Regions from separate parts of the Mus musculus genome. Here all the other regions are linked to region 1. The links are chromatin contacts, called in public Hi-C, HiChIP or PLAC-seq, capture Hi-C and promoter capture Hi-C maps. All regions are on one chromosome and are shown on one strand. The core of a region is the stretch at or near the end of the contact, and the rest is flanking DNA. Distances in the headings are between cores, read along the strand shown.

Evidence for each region. A called contact is a pair of places that touch in the nucleus more often than the background predicts. HiChIP or PLAC-seq counts read pairs in DNA pulled down with a chosen protein or histone mark. Capture Hi-C pulls out chosen DNA fragments and counts their contacts.
Region 2: an H3K4me3 HiChIP or PLAC-seq map of embryonic stem cells shows a contact between it and region 1, with 4 times the contacts expected there. The contact joins the promoter of Pllp here to the promoter of Nlrc5 in region 1. A contact is called at or near these places in 8 of 39 promoter capture datasets (the 3T3-L1 cell line, the C10 cell line, the SN4741 cell line and 5 more), 1 of 15 datasets of contacts at CTCF or cohesin (large pre-B cells), 24 of 484 Hi-C or Micro-C datasets (the 3T3-L1 cell line, 3T3-L1-derived adipocytes, the AML12 cell line and 15 more), 6 of 115 datasets of contacts at active chromatin or transcription factors (bone marrow-derived macrophages, effector CD8 T cells, embryonic forebrain and 1 more) and 1 of 9 other capture datasets (liver).
Region 3: a contact with region 1 is called in a capture Hi-C map of embryonic stem cells, with 3 times the contacts expected there. The contact joins the promoter of Arl2bp here to the promoter of Nlrc5 in region 1. A contact is called at or near these places in 9 of 39 promoter capture datasets (the 3T3-L1 cell line, embryonic stem cells, hematopoietic stem and progenitor cells and 4 more), 2 of 484 Hi-C or Micro-C datasets (both in embryonic stem cells), 9 of 115 datasets of contacts at active chromatin or transcription factors (the 230-238 cell line, the SCID.adh cell line, effector CD8 T cells and 3 more) and 4 of 9 other capture datasets (adipose tissue, embryonic stem cells, liver and 1 more).
Region 4: a Hi-C map of bone marrow-derived macrophages shows a contact between it and region 1, with 58 read pairs. The contact joins the enhancer-like site here to the promoter of Nlrc5 in region 1. A contact is called at or near these places in 4 of 39 promoter capture datasets (Sertoli cells, embryonic stem cells, hippocampal neurons and 1 more), 4 of 15 datasets of contacts at CTCF or cohesin (CD8 T cells, the NIH/3T3 cell line, embryonic stem cells and 1 more), 155 of 484 Hi-C or Micro-C datasets (the 3T3-L1 cell line, 3T3-L1-derived adipocytes, 8-cell embryo and 91 more), 28 of 115 datasets of contacts at active chromatin or transcription factors (the 230-238 cell line, CD4 T cells, CD4 single positive thymocytes and 19 more) and 5 of 9 other capture datasets (adipose tissue, embryonic stem cells, liver and 2 more).
Region 5: a contact with region 1 is called in a promoter capture Hi-C map of liver. The contact joins the promoter of Psme3ip1 here to the promoter of Nlrc5 in region 1. A contact is called at or near these places in 7 of 39 promoter capture datasets (hematopoietic stem and progenitor cells, hippocampal neurons, liver and 4 more), 2 of 484 Hi-C or Micro-C datasets (embryonic stem cells and nephron progenitors), 10 of 115 datasets of contacts at active chromatin or transcription factors (CD8 T cells, the SCID.adh cell line, bone marrow-derived dendritic cells and 5 more) and 3 of 9 other capture datasets (adipose tissue, liver and pancreatic islet).

Annotation. Positions count from the first base shown.
Region 1 is chr8:94,471,273-94,474,146 of GRCm38.p6, reverse strand. It overlaps Nlrc5 (NLR family, CARD domain containing 5), which reads right to left and starts at 1,384. Exons shown (of 49, transcript NM_001033207.3): 1 at 1,093-1,384; 2 at 103-162. The coding sequence starts at 1,384.
Region 2 is chr8:94,694,897-94,697,770 of GRCm38.p6, reverse strand. Pllp (plasma membrane proteolipid) reads left to right here and starts at 1,529. Exons shown (of 4, transcript NM_026385.4): 1 at 1,529-1,735. The coding sequence starts at 1,601.
Region 3 is chr8:94,665,184-94,668,057 of GRCm38.p6, reverse strand. It overlaps Arl2bp (ADP-ribosylation factor-like 2 binding protein), which reads right to left and starts at 1,458. Exons shown (of 6, transcript NM_024191.2): 1 at 1,157-1,458; 2 at 400-461. The coding sequence starts at 1,194.
Region 4 is chr8:94,341,945-94,344,818 of GRCm38.p6, reverse strand. Slc12a3 (solute carrier family 12, member 3) reads right to left here. Exons shown (of 25, transcript NM_001205311.1): 13 at 1,692-1,793; 14 at 650-805; 15 at 1-25. Among named protein-coding and RNA genes, the nearest start is that of Slc12a3, 14 kb to the right of the region's middle. Within about 2 kb of position 1,363, at least 29 of the 459 cell types and tissues checked have an H3K27ac peak or open chromatin away from gene starts, as enhancers often do. A contact at or near this core is called in CD8 T cells, adipose tissue, bone marrow-derived macrophages and 5 more, where this site is marked.
Region 5 is chr8:94,600,376-94,603,249 of GRCm38.p6, reverse strand. Psme3ip1 (proteasome activator subunit 3 interacting protein 1) reads left to right here and starts at 1,524. Exons shown (of 8, transcript NM_028221.4): 1 at 1,524-1,753. It overlaps Rspry1 (ring finger and SPRY domain containing 1), which reads right to left and starts at 1,309. Exons shown (of 15, transcript NM_026274.4): 1 at 820-1,309. LOC115486880 reads left to right here and starts at 359. Exons shown (of 2, transcript XM_030243886.1): 1 at 359-437; 2 at 605-1,634. The coding sequence starts at 359. The coding sequence ends at 1,314.

The DNA of each region.
Region 1 (2,874 bases), core at 135-2,634:
GGTCCATGTGTAGGGTAGACATGGTGGTCACTGACCACCACTAGCGTAAGGTGAAGACTGAGCAGCTCAGCTGGAACCCCAAACCCTAGTCCCAAATCTCACCATGGTACAGCTGAGGTCCAGGGCAGCTCTCCTCTCCTGCCCCTAGCTGCTTAGAGAATTCTGTAAAACAGAGCAGGACATAGTCCATTGAAGAAGATGTGGGATACGGTGTCTTGAAGGTATTGGGTGCATGGGTAGCTCTGAGTGGTGTCTGTCTGGGAACAATCAGAGGTTCCATGGATGTAAAACTGATGCCTAGTCATCTGCCAGGGAAGCAGGCAGTGCGCTCTGCAGGCAGCAATAGACAGAAGTGTATATGTATATACACAGTGAGGATGTTTGTCTGCACACAGCACTTTCACCTTGGTGGTGCGCAGCGACTGGCGGCTCCGGGATGGCTGGGAAGGCCCAGCAGGGAAGGTGGCTTGGGGGTGGGGATGGGGCAGTGTCACCCCCAGCCCCGTCGCCTCTCTACCTCTCGGGGGAGGGGGCCCGGGGGACTGGATGAACTGTCCCCAATGCGACCCGGGTGTCATTGCGCTGTTGGACCCCGGGGGGCAGGCAGTCATGCCCCTGGCCGTCTGGGCGAAGCTGAGTGAGCACGCAAGGTCGGCAGCGATGTTGACTACTCACCAGACTCGTCTTGCAACACGGATCAATCTCTGTGTGTACGTGTTCACATGCATGTGTGTGCTGTCTGTCTGCTCATGTATTTATAAGTATGTTCCTCCCACCTCTACATTGGTAGAGCTCATGGATGAGTCCCCACTTTTTATCTAAGGACTCCTTGTCCCTTAGCATCCTGTGCTGCTCCTCAGTCCTATGGTCAAGAAAGTGCCAAACAGAGCAGTCAAACTTTCCTGCTTATTAGTAGAGGCTGTGGTCTCCTGGCTGCCCTGCAGAAGGAAGCCGTTTGGTCACTGAAGGCATTTGGAATGTATGTCCTCTGTGTGTCCTCTCTGTGTGACCAGATGGATCACTGTGGGTTCTGGAGCTCTCCAGGCCACAAGGCTGTACTGGCAGCCTTGAACCTCCCGTTTGAGCCCTTACCATCTCTTGGGCCCCAGATGCTCACTAGTGGTATCTCCATGTCCAAAGGTACATCAAGCTCGAAGCACAGATCATTGATGAAAGACTTCCAGGTGGCCATGCCTTGGGCGAACAGCCTGTTGAGCTGACGGTGGATGACCTCAGGGTTGGAGGGCTCATAGCTGCAGTCCAGGTCCATGGTCGGGAGGAAGGACCTAAGCTTGGCACTCAGCCATTCTGGGTTTTTGCTCAGCAGCCTCACAAGCCAGGCCCACAGGTTTTCATTGTTCAGTCGGATGCTCTCAGCGTCCATCAGAAGCTGGCCGTGCAGAGAGGAAGGAAAACAGGTGAACTGGGGGTAGGTGAGTAGGGGGCAGGCAGGCTGGGGTAAGTGGCCTTGGGGTGGGTGTGTTTATGTGCCCTTAGCCGAATGCCAACCGAATCTAGAATCATCTGGGAGATGAGCCTCTGGCTGAACTTGTAGAGGATTATCTGCACTACATAATTGATATGGGAAGATCCATCTTGGCAGTGGATAGCATAATTCCCTGGGCAGGGGATCCTGGACCATATGAAGTGAAGGAAGGGATCTGGGCACTAGCATTTATCACTCTCTGCTTCCTGACAGTGGATTCAATGTTTCAAGCTGTGGTCACATTGACTTCCCAGGTGATGGACTGCACCCTTGAGCTGTGAGCCAAAGGACTCCTTTCTCTATTGTTAGTGAATTCTATTAAAGCAACAGAAAAGTAACTTTGCCTCTCCCATGTATCTCCTCACAATCAACTTCAGAGATGGGCCTGCTTCTTATCCTTAACTATACTCTGGCTAAGCAGAACGCACTATCAGCTCATCAAAGTATATGGGTCTCTAAGGATGCTGTTCCACGGACCAGATGTGCTGCTTTCAGTCTGGGTTAACTTCAGGACAAAGTCATCTAGCCATCCCCTAATATTGTCCTTCCTTTCTTTCTTAGTAGTATAATTCCCAACTATTCCCTGGTCATCCAGAATAGATGTAGCTAGTTAGATGCAGCTGCATCATGGGAGGATTGGCCAGTGGGATGCAAGTCAAATGTTAACTGCCTTCCTTTGCTTCTTCCTGGTGACTGGAATGTCAACAGGATGGCTAGCCCTTGGGCAGCTATGTTGGGTCATGAGGTAGAAGCTGGGGCTGAGAAATGTGTGGGTAAAGGTGCTTATCTTCCCTGGACTCTATGACTTTAGCCTTCCACTATATGATGGAGAGATACATTTCTATTTGGTTCAAAATGCATTTAAGGATTTCTGCTTAGAGTGAACTGAAGTCTTAAACTAACACAAAACATCTGCTTTTTCTCTTTAAGCTGACCTCATCCCAAAGATTTATTTTTATTTTTATTTTTATTTATGAGTCTGTGTCTGTGTGACTGAATGCCACATACTGGTAGGCACCTGCACAGGCCAGAAGAGGTCACTGGATTCTCTGGAGCTGAAGTTCCAAAGCAGTTCTGAGCCATCTGATGTGGGGGCTTGGATCTAAACCTGGGGCCTCTAGACAAGCAACAAGAACTCTTAACTGCTGAACCATCTCTCCAGTCTCCCCCTCTAGACTGAAACTCACCAAAAGCCTGCTGGGAAGAGTTCCAACAGAAGGCACAGGGCATTTACAAAGCAGAAGCCTAAAATAATAACTGATATTTGTGAGCTAGTAACTCCATAGGCAGCAGGAAGCTACCGTGGCTGTGCAACTTTTTTTTGTACTGTTCATGAACAGTTTTGAAAGTGTTCCTGGCACAATTATTTATAATAATTAAAAACCAGA
Region 2 (2,874 bases), core at 280-2,779, 220 kb before region 1:
GCCAGGGCTATACAGAGAAACCCTGTCTCGAAAAACCAAAAAAAAAAAAAAAAAAAAAAAAAAAGTTCCAGGGTTACATGAGACTTTGTCTTTCAAAAGAAAAAAAGAAGAAGGAATCTTTGCAGAATGTTAGTGATGGGGTGATTGAATAAATACTTAAAATTCCTGATTTGAGGATATTGAACTGTATTATCTGATGGGCAATATAGTCATGACCATATCCTTACAAAAGAGATGAGAGAGAGAGAGAGAGAGAGAGAGAGAGAGAGAGAGAGAGAGAGAGAGAGAGAGAGATATCTTGTGCATAGTAAGAGGAGAGTTGATGATACGAGGAGAGGCAGAGCTAGGTAGGGTACCAGAATCCCCTGCCGGCAGGTCATCTGTAATCCCAGCCTGCAAAGACCTGAGGTACGAGGAATGTCAAAAGCATGAAGTCAGTCTGGATTACAGAGCAATCTCCTGTCTCAAGACAAAAAGTGGGCAAAAGTACCCCAGAGGTTGCCTGAGCTCAGGACACCATGACTGTGTCTCCGTGATGATGCCTTTGCATATCTAGCCTCCATCACTGAGAAGAAACTTTTGTTAGGACCTTGAGCTTGTGATAAGTTGTCACAAGGAGCCATAGGATAGTACAGTCACCTACACAGCTTCTGTGACCTGGTCCTTACCCACTGGGGGTCAGTGTCACCCTCATGTGCTCAGCTCCAGTCCCTTTGGGGACCTGCTTTCTATTTCCCCAACTGCCTAGGTTGGTCCTGCCACTGCGCCTTTGCTCCTCACTTAAATCCTCCCAAGGTTTCCTCCTACTCACAGATTCAGGCCTCTGCACAAATGTCACCACTTCTGACAGGTCTTCCTTGACTAATGTGCTCCTTCCTTTTCTGTCAACTTAATACAAGCTATAGCAATCCAAGAGGAGGGAACCTGGATTGAGAAAATGCCTCTATAAGATCGGGCTCTAGGCAAGCCCTGTAGAGAATTTTCTCAGTGATTGATGGAGGAGGGCCCAGTCCATTGTGAGCGGTGCCATCCCTGGGTCCTGGGTTCTATAAGAAAGCAGGCTGAGCAAGCCAGGGGAAGCAAGCCAGTAAGCAGCACCCCTCCATGGCCTCTGCATCGGCTCCTGCCTCCAGGTCTCTGCCCTGCTTGAGTTCCTGTCCTGATTTCCTTCAGTGATGAGCAATGATATGGAAGCATAAGACAAATAAACCCTTTCTTCCCCAATTTGCTTTTGGTCATGGTTTTCTACCACCGTAATAGAGACCCTAAAACAACCATCTAAAAATCTCCTGGTCACTCTGCCTCGCCCTGTTAGATTCAGTCACAGCAGCAGTTGCCACTACCTGGATTTATTTTTTCCTGCCTGGCTGTCTGTAGATCGGTCTACGGACTTCTTCAAAATCTCTATCCAAACAGGCGAACCCAGGGTTAAGGGGCGGGGCCTCAAGAAGGGGCGGGGCCTCGGGCGGAGCGGGGCTGGGCTTCGCGCACCTGTGAGTTCTGTCTAGGGTACCCAAGCAGCGCCAGCAGCCGGAGCCGCAGTCGCAGCCCCGGAGCAGCGCCGGGAGCGCGGCCAGAGCGTCGTAGGCTCGCGATCGCTATGGCGGAGTTCCCGTCGAAAGTGAGCACGAGGACCAGCAGCCCCGCGCAGGGCGTGGGAGCCTCTGTGTCTGCGCTGCGACCGGATCTGGGCTTCGTGCGCTCCGCTCTTGGGGTGCTCGCGCTTCTGCAGCTGGTGAGCCGGGTAGCTCGGGGACTGGATGGGGGACTCTCCGGGGACCCCCGGGACGCTCACTCCCAAGATCGCCGGGAAGCTTGCACCTGGGGACGCTCGTGTGACATCCCTGCGAGCACAGCATGACTCTTGTGGAGGGGACCATACACACCCTACCCGGGTGGTTACCGTGGCGATACCGTAGCTGAGATAGCTGCGCACAACTGTCCGCCAGTCTGTCCCTTCTCTTCTACCCTTCCCCCTTCCCTCTGGGACCGTGCCCTGGCTTTCTCCGCCGGGCAAAGTCCACTGCCCTCCTCTTCACCCGGCTTTAACCACTAAATGCGACCGCTCTGTAGCCCTCCTGGACAGGGCAGAACACCACATCAGTGGCTCTGACACGCGCGCTCCCACCAGGGCACCTACCCAGGGTCTGCTGGTCGAATCTCCTTCCTTGGGCTGTGGAGATTCGCAGAGGCAAGAAACCACGTGTCTGCCATCCCCCGTACTCTGTGCAGGTCCCAGCTGAAGATCCTAGAGTTGCCCGTTCCCATTGGGTGCATTCTGAGATGTCAGCTGTCTTTTCATAGTCCCCTCCTGCGAGGGTCTGGAGGCCTGTGGCTGCCCCTAGGGAACGGTCTCCATTAACTGAGAGGTCCGCTGGTAGAGGAATAGGGTAGCACCGCAGGTGGGCATGCATCTGTTTCTGTCATCATCCCTCCAGTGGGCACCTCGAGCCAGGCTGCCAGGCCGGGCTGGGGAGTCGGGAGGCTTTCCTGGGCCATCTCCACCTAGGGCATACATACTATCTTGGTTTCGAGATTTCTGATCTTCCTTGGTGAGCCTTCGCCCTTCCCCCTTCCCCCTTCCCCCTTCCCCCTCCGTCTCCTCCCTGGGTTTGTTTAAAATTCAGATTCTTGGGCCCCAACCCCGGAAAAAATGTGAAACTGCTCTTTGAATCTCCAAAAGCGCAGCAAGAAATTTGCATTTTAATGTCTTCTCCTGGAGTGGTTTTGGGTACTGTTTGGTTTTGATGAGATCAGGGAGGGTAGCATGAGGCTCTCTTCTGGGACCAATTTAACTCTGCCGCGCAGACACTGCCGACCCTGGAGTGTTGGGCTCTTGGTGATTGCCTTGTTTGTTTTATTTATTTTGTTTGA
Region 3 (2,874 bases), core at 209-2,708, 190 kb before region 1:
TGGCTTGCTTACTATTACATTGTGCGGTGTGTTAAAATTTCAGTGTTTTGTGTTTTGAAAATCAACTCTTCACATTTATTTCTCTGCATGCCCTTATAAGCAGAGGTTTGGGGTGTTGAGATGGCTTGGGGGCTGAAGGCACTGCTGTGTAAGACGGGTGACCCGAGATCAACCCTCAGAACTCACATGAAGGTGGAAGGAGAGAACCAACTCCACAAAGTTGTCCTCTGAGCTCCACATAGCCATAGTCTCCTGGCAACAACCCCACCCACGATCCATCACATATGTAAATGAATACATTAAAAAATTGTTGTAAAGCAAGGGTCTACTTGATTTAAATCAAGGAATTGACCATAGGAACTAGAGGGGCACAAGTCACTTAGTAGTGTCGAAACTTACCCATAATAATGTCCTCTAAACATCCAACCACAGCATCAAATTCTGCATCAGAGGCGGAGGAGCTGAAAAAACACATCAGGATTAGGTGCCGGTCCAAATAATTATTTTTCGAGCTGAACTTGTGTTTTCTGTGGGTAAGGGCATTGAACCCAAGGCCTTGCACACACCAGGCAATCACAACAAAGCCCACTAGCATTTTTTAAAATGTAAGATTCCCAACGTGCATAAAAATAATAGCAAGATGATCCTCCCATCACTCAGTTTCACCAATCAAGGATTATTGTCTAGTACAGAAATTACAAACACAGGAAAACACTCGTGACGAAAACCGGTATGACAATCACAAAAGCAGCCAACAATTTGGGTAGCTGAGGCTGGTGCGGCACAACTTCATACTTCCGCGTTTATTACCCGCAGGATTTACTCACCGCATCCTGGCTCTTAACGCCACACCTATCTGCTGGTGAATGTGACCGCACGCGGGAGTGGCACCGGCCTAGGGGGTAACTGGTCAGGAGTGGCTTTAGACAGGCGGTGAGGCCGCCGCCAGCCTGGGCAGCTCAAGGCCTCTGGGTTTTTGCTGACGGCCACGATTGAGGCCAGAGGATTGTGATGGAAGCGCTGGTTATCTGTGACATATGCCCGTGGTGGCCACGGGAAGAAAACGCCCCGCTAGAGCGGAGCCTCGACCGGCCAGCCCGCAACCCAGAGGACGTCCGCAGGCCGAGGTCGAGCAGACCCTGGCCGCTTCACTTACAAGGACAGCGCGAAGCTCTCTTCTTCTAGGGCGTCCATCGTAGGGGCGCCGCAGTCACCGGCCCGGGCCCGGGGCCCTGCCGCTTCCTACCGCGCCCGCCGCCGGGCCGGGATCCTCTCTGACCCGCGCGGCCTCAACTGCATCAAGGGCCCGCAGAAGGCCGCACCCACGCCCCGCCCGGCGATCGCGCGAGGACGGGGCTGCGGCTCCTGGCTGGGCCCAGCGCCCGCCGGCCTCTCGCGGGGCTACCCCGCCGGTGTGTTAGGGCAGACGGAGCTCGCAGCCCCGCCTCCTGTCACTATGGTTACCCGCGGTTCCAGCAGCCAATCACAGCCTCAGGTTCCCGGTCTCACGCAGAAGACTGCAAAAAATGGTGGCAGTAGACTTTTTTTTTTTTTTTCTGGATGAAAGAATTGGAGCCAAGAGCCTCGGTTTCTTCATTTTCAATTTAGGAATTGTAAAGATCAGGTAGTTGAAACCGTGTTTTAAGAGCGCTAGAAATAGCCAAATTGCTCGAAAGCCACTCTCATAGTTTGTCCTAGATAATGCAGACGTCTGATTTACTAGAGAGTTACTTCTTGGAAGTATGGAAGGGTCCACGGCATTAAGTGGATGACTTGTAACTTAATTTGTGATCTTCAAATCAAAAGCAGTGCGTTGTGGCATGCGTCTGTAGTCCCAGCACTTGGAAGGTGGAGGTTTAAGGCATTCAAGACCTGCTCAGCTACATAGTGAGTTTGCTGCCAGCTTACTCGCACCAAACCCGTAAACAATTATTAGGCAGTAAGTGGTTCCTTGGGTAATTATGCAGCACAAAAATGTTGACAACCACTGAGAGAGATGTAATCAGAAATTGAATAACTGCTTTGGAGAAAGTCCCCTCTAAAACTGCCACACCATGAAGAAAGGTTTCCTGGGATCGCCCCCCCCCCCCGCCCCCTTTTTAAGCATGCCTCTTTGGTGGTCTGATACCTTTTAGCCAAATGTGTAGTACATAACTAGAAAATTTATGGTATGAATTAGGGTTACGTGGCCAATCTGAATCATTTTGGAATGGACATAAAATGTGTATCCATGGATCTATCTTAACAGCATCAGGAACCAAGATGATTTCAAAGACACTGGAAGATCAGAGTATCCTGGTCAAGCTGAAGACAGGCGTGCTGGTAGGTTTTTTGTCAGCTTGACCTGAGTGACCTGGAAAGAAGTTGATTTTGTGTGTGTCTGTCTTTTTTCATCAAGACAGGGTTTCTCTGTGTTGCCCTGGCTGTCCTGGAACTCACTCTGTAGATCAAGCTGGCCTTGAACTCGAGACTCACCTGCCTCTGCCTTCCAAGCACTTGGATTAAAGGCCATGTGCCATCACCTCCTGGTTTTGAATGTGGATTATTTTAATGACTGAGGGAAGGCCCAGTCCTCTGTGGGTGGTGCCATATCTGGGCAGGTGTAGGATCTATGTAAGGAAGCTCAGCATGCTATGGAGAACAAACCAGTTAACAGCATTTCTTTATCTACTTCAGTTCCTGCCTTCAGGTTCCTATCTCAACTTCCCTCAGTTATGGACTGTTGCATGGAAGTGGAAACAAAATAAACCCTTTCTTCTCACAAATTGGTTTTGATTAGTGTTTTGTCACAGCTCTGATAAGCAAACTAGGACAAGCATCTAAAAATTCTGTTCCATTGAGCACTGGTAAGACAGCTCAGAGCAGACAACTAAG
Region 4 (2,874 bases), core at 114-2,613, 130 kb after region 1:
TGTACTGAGGAACCCCAGTTCACCTCTGTGGGTAGAGAGGCGAGAACAAGACTCAGAACTGCAGGAAGCAACCAGTCCTGTGGCGGTGGGGGGGAGGAGGGACTGTCCTGCTCTCTTAGGCACAGAGCACCTTGGGAGCAAGGCCGTGGATTGATGGACAGGTGGCATCTCTGTTCCTAATGAGTGCAAGTCTGACTCCAAGTGCCACATATATGGCCACCTAATTCAAGGACATGGAGCTAGGGGTTGAACTCCCATTAGACAAGCAGACCTCTGTGACCATCTAGAAGGCCATGTTCAGATGTAGAGGTTTACGGTTACCTCCCTCAGACTGCAGTCCATCCAGGACCCTGCCTCATGCAGGTAGACAGTTTTTCTCAGTGCCCACCTTTGCACAGTCACTCTTGGTCACCCTGCCCTGTATGTACACATTAGCAAGTAGCCCCTCTAGGAATCTGACAGAAGAAATCTGGCTCTCAGTGGGCATTTTCCTTTGAGCACCGAGCTCAGGAAGGCTGTGGTAGAGGCCAGCCTGAGTCCCACTTGAGGGTGAAGCCAAGGCCAGGCTCCAGCTGGGATGAGGGGCCTGCCAGGCTACATGGCTACCCAGGCAGGGAGTTGGGGGCCTCAGGGGTCAGTGGCCACACACCTGGCTTCTTGTAGATCACATAGAGCAGGAGGAAGAGGACGACTCCGATGGCAATGAGAGCAGCCCACCAGGTAAGCAGGAACATGATGACCACCGAGATCACTGCCCCAAACAGCGCCGCCCACTTGCTGTAGTATCGGAAGGAGGGTCTCCATCCTGGGCGGGGCCAGGCCAGTGCACATGCGCATGCTCAGGAGCATTCTCCTTCCCAGAGCTACAGCAATCTCCATGCTTCCACAATCGGGTGCTGCTGTCCTGGCCTGTACCCACTACCTCTAGGGCCCCACCAGCCTTAACTCCCGGGGTGGGGTAGGAAGGCTCTAGGGAGTACCACAATCTTGCCTGTTGGGCATTTATTTCACCATGGTGACAAGCTATACCAGGAAGGAAACATCCAGACCTGGTCAAACACAGTCCCAACATCAGCAACAGTACCAGATCCCAAGGGTCTTATGGAACCCAGGAGATTAAAGGGATGAAAAGAGGACTTGATTCTTCCTAGCTCTGTGCTATTTTAGGGCCACTTCTAGTGACCACTGTACCATGGTGCATCTCTAAGAGTGCCAGGCACAGTGTGTTCTGTCTGGAAAGTGGCAGGATAACAGGCCCTTTGAAGATCTGGGATTCAAGTATTTCTCTGCTCTCTATTGCCATCTGCTAGAAGGTTTGCAGCAGCCGAAGAAGCAGAACCACCACTCCAAAAATCTATGCAATTAAATTGCTGCAGTATAAACAGCGCCCCCTAGCGGTCATCTGTGCACAAACAGCTACACCTTCCGTGACTAGGAAATTCATCCCTTTCTGAGCAATCAAGACTTCTGACACCCGAGAAATTGGTGAAGGGTGGAACTATAGAACAACCTCCATCCCCCGTAAAGGATGCACTATGCTCTGTAAAGAATGGCTGGCTTTGTTAGGGTACAAAGATTCCCTTCGTGTGGTTTTAAATGTAGGCTGTCCACCTCCACCATGCCTCCCCGTCTCCCCCCTACCCCTCCCCGTTCCTCCCCACTTTTTTGTGGTTGGGAGAGAGTCTGCTCACCAGGTGAGTTGGTGATGGAGGCATGGAAGCAGCTGAAATTGATGAGGGCGTAGGAGCAGAGGAAGAAGTTGGAAATGATGGGGGCGATGGTGTTAAGTTCAGCTTCGAAGACCCAGAGAGAGAGGGGCAACACGTTGGGGCTCCACCACAGGAGCTGCCTGGCACACACTCACAAGATGGTCCCTAGCACAGCTAAGCCTGGATGCTCAGTCAACTCAACCTTCTCATCTGGGAAGCGAGTCCTTTGCCCCATGAAATTCCAAGGGTCAGTGTCTTAGAAAACCTTAGCGTCAGTTTTTACGAAGACGGAGAGAGCCGGCAAGATCACTCAGCAAGCATCGATGCTGCCCACCAAGCCTGCTGGCCTTCCATGCTGGAAGAAGGGGACTCCTGCAGGCTGTCCTCTGACCCTCATGTGTTCCTGCTCCCCCATAACAAATGTATAAAAATATTTAGAAGGTAGAAGACAGGGGGATGGGCCTTTTCAGGCTACTGGGTGACTAAGGACAGTGGCCATGACACTTTTTGATCTCAAATAAATGTAAGGAATGCATTTGTCAATGTGACCCAGGACCCCTGAGAACATTTCCCAGTCCTGTCCACAGTGGGCTTTCTCTCCCTTGTCTCCCTGGCCCCAGTACACTCACATAATCGTGTGCATGTTGAGCTTAGAGTCTCTCTGGGGAGCCCAGAGAAAGACAAGCAGCTCTTTGGGGACAGGTATTTCTTCACATAATCTTATTAGGTCCCCTTGAGTATTTAGGGCCATAGTCCTCAGTTGGGCTAAGTCAGAATCATCAGCCCAAAGGTACCACCCAGAAGCCTACAGCTCTAAGAATCGGGCCTGCGCCTGAGCAGTAGGAGACAGGGGTGGATCTTGAGAAGGCCAGACGACTCACTTCTCAGTCTCCTAGGTGAGCCACTTCTTCATATGATGGAGGATCTAGTATCTAGAATCTTCCTTTGGGCAATAGCGACCAAACTATTAGGGCAAGTCTTATGGGTGGGTGACTAATGGGACCAACCTGAGCAGCAGGGATCTAACTCTAACAGGAAGGTGTTGGTGGGAGGGGTGAGGAAGAGGGGAAGGGAGGGAGTGGGGCAGGGACTGTCACGTTATAGGGTAGTCGCTTCTCTTTTTCGAATTCTGCATCCTCGGCTGCATTAACTAGGAGATATTTGG
Region 5 (2,874 bases), core at 275-2,774, 130 kb before region 1:
CATTACACTACCTTACTTCCACACACACAGCGTTGATTATTTTACAGAAGAAACTCTAAGATGTCAAGTCACTTCAACTAAGGAAGGACAAGCAGATGGGTTAAGTGAGGAGCCTGGGAGACTGCACGACTCTACTCAGACGGTAACAGACACTGCCAACTTTAAAAAAGTTCAAAGTACATCACTCCAGGGGACGAAACCTTACTCGGACATCTGCGCAAGACAGAATCTCAAGAGTTTCAGCCCAGTAGCTCTAACTAGGTCTCCCTCTGTAAGAACAGGGAAAGTGAGGCAGACAGCGGGCCCGGCAGGAAGTAATGCCAAATTTGGAGGCTCGCTTGGGGGTGCTGCTGGTGGGATGACTCCCCTGTCCCACTCTGGCGCGAAGGCCAGAGGCAGCAGAATCCTTACTCTGGGACACCTAGTCAGACTCCAGAGTGAGGGAAGAACCCCGACTATCCCCGTTTCCGCTTACCATCCCGATCTAGGGCTTTCCAACGGAAAGGACTGCCCTCCCCAAGGGTTTTTTACTTAATATTTAGCTCAGGCCTGGAGAGTAGGAGAATCCGCTAGGTCTGGCTCCCGCCTCCAGCCTCTCTCTAAGGCGAAGAACTCTCCCCAGCCTCGCTTCACGTCGAACTCTCCACCCCAAGGCAACACCAGACCATCCCAGGGGAAGTCGGCTTCCCACTGCAACGCAAAACTCCCCAGAAGGAATCCCTGCCCACGACGTGCGCCCCTCGGCCCCTTCGGTTCCGAGGAGCCCGAACGAGGGTCTCTCCGCGTCCGGAGCCTCCCCAGGAGGTACCTGCTTCTCACCTTAGCCAGTCTCCTCGGGAGGGTGACCCCAGGACCTCCTTCAGTCAAGATCCCCTAAAGGGGAACACCCTCTTCCAGGAACCGCTTTCAGGCGCCTCCAGCGCGGGCCTCGGAGGAGAGTGTGCCGGCTGCTTCCCAGGCTCTGACCAACGCCACCCTCTCCAAGACCCCTGCCCGGAGACGGCCACGGCCCCAGTCCAGTCTCTCCGACCCAGGCTTCAGCGGCTGTCCCCTTCCTTCACAGGCGTCGCTAGCCCTCAAGCTCCCTCCCCGGCCACGTCCCCAAGGGGCTTCCCAGAGCAGCGCGGTCGGGCTGTGGCACTGACTTGCACTAGCTCCTGGGCCCACCGGAGGGAGGGGACAGCGACAGCGGCGCGACTCCTTTGTGACAGGTCCAAGAGAGCGGTAAAGATGGACGCGGGGACACGGCACTGCCATTACGCGCAGGGGCCCACCCCCGCTTCACACCGCCCGGGCCCTCCCTCAGTCCCCTAGGAAACGCCCCTTCCTCAGTGGCAAGCCCTCTCTCTCAGACAGCCAATCATCAGTCAAGATTTGTGTCACGTGATCTCGCGGGTCGGCCCGCCAGCCTGGAATGAACCAGCTAATCCCCTTGCCGAAGGGCGAACGACCCAATCAGATCGCTCCATACGGTCTTGGAGCACCGGATTTCCACGAGGCGCTCGGGGAGGGAGAGAGCTGTTGATTGGACTATGCCGCCGGAAGCGGGGTGGAAATGTGTTGTGGCTGTAAGGAACAGGAAGCCCCGAAGGGTCAAAAGGAATACAATAGCGAAGTGTGTTTTCTTCCTTTAAGCCGTCGTTCTTTTCTTGGTTTCTTTTCTAGTTTTTTAAGAGCGAGAGTGGCCTTGGCGGCGACGGTTTACGGTAGGCGCCGCGGAGGTGAGGGCGGCTCGCCTCCCGCGCTCTCGTAGGTGAGTGCGGCCTGGGTCCGCGCCGGGAGGCGAAACCAGGCTTCTCGGCCGTGGAGAGGGTGAACTCCAAGCCAGAGTTAGGATTAGAGCCCAGGTTTGTCTCCAGCCCGCGGTCCTTTCTAGTGCGGTGTCCTGAGTCGCCCGGCTTGGGAGTTTGCGGTGCCCACTCCGGAGCGGAGCCGCGGGAGTCTGCGGGACGGCGTGGCGGTCGTGGTGGGAGGTTCCGACTCTTTCTTACGCGCCCGAGCTGCCGGGCCCCTTGTCTTCTTTCAGCACTTTGCGGTTAGCTGGAGCCATCAGGCCTAAAGTGAGCTGCTGCCTCGGTTCCATTCGGAGCAGCTCCTCGCTCCTTAGAAAACGTGGAATGCCGACTTGAGCATCGTTGAATCCCGAAGTGTGTAGTTGCAGGATGGGTACATAATAAATTTCCCCGTTGCAGCGCCTCGCTCATTCTCTTCTAGTAGGAAACAAGGCTGTGTGCTTATTTTATTAGAACACAACCGGTCGTTGAAATGTCTTCTTTGAGAGTTGGTGCCCTTGGAATGCCAGTCCACGCAGAGGGAAAGGGAGAACTATTGGTCATGGAAATGGCTTCTTGGGGGAACACAAGGTCTGTGGCCCTTGGTTTTAAAATGCAAACCCTGTGCTGCACCCTTGGGTCAGTCTGATTGTTTAAGTCTAGAGTGGACCCCACAAAGTCTAATATGAACCTCTGTAGGATTTGCAGCGACTTGTCAACCTGTGTAGCAAGTTTCGTTGGTTAAGTGAATTGATTTATTGAAGTGTCCCCAGAGACATCATAAAAATGGTTTGGAGGAGCTCCGTGTAGTGGCTTGTACCTGTAATCCTAGGACCACGAGGCTGTGTGTGGGTGTGGGGGACTGTCAGTTGGAGACAGGCCTGGCTTCCTTAGCAAGACTGCCAGAAAACAAAGCAGAGTATAAACTACCAAGCAAAATGGTTTGGCGGGTACTGCTTCTGAGATATTTGAAAGGAATCTGTAGAACTTTCTATGACAGAAGGAGCTGAGTTGAAATAAAGGCAGCTCCTGTGTTTCAGTTGGAGCCTAAGATGAGCTATGAATAATATGTAAGGGTCTGAAAGTCGGATGGCCCAATTAT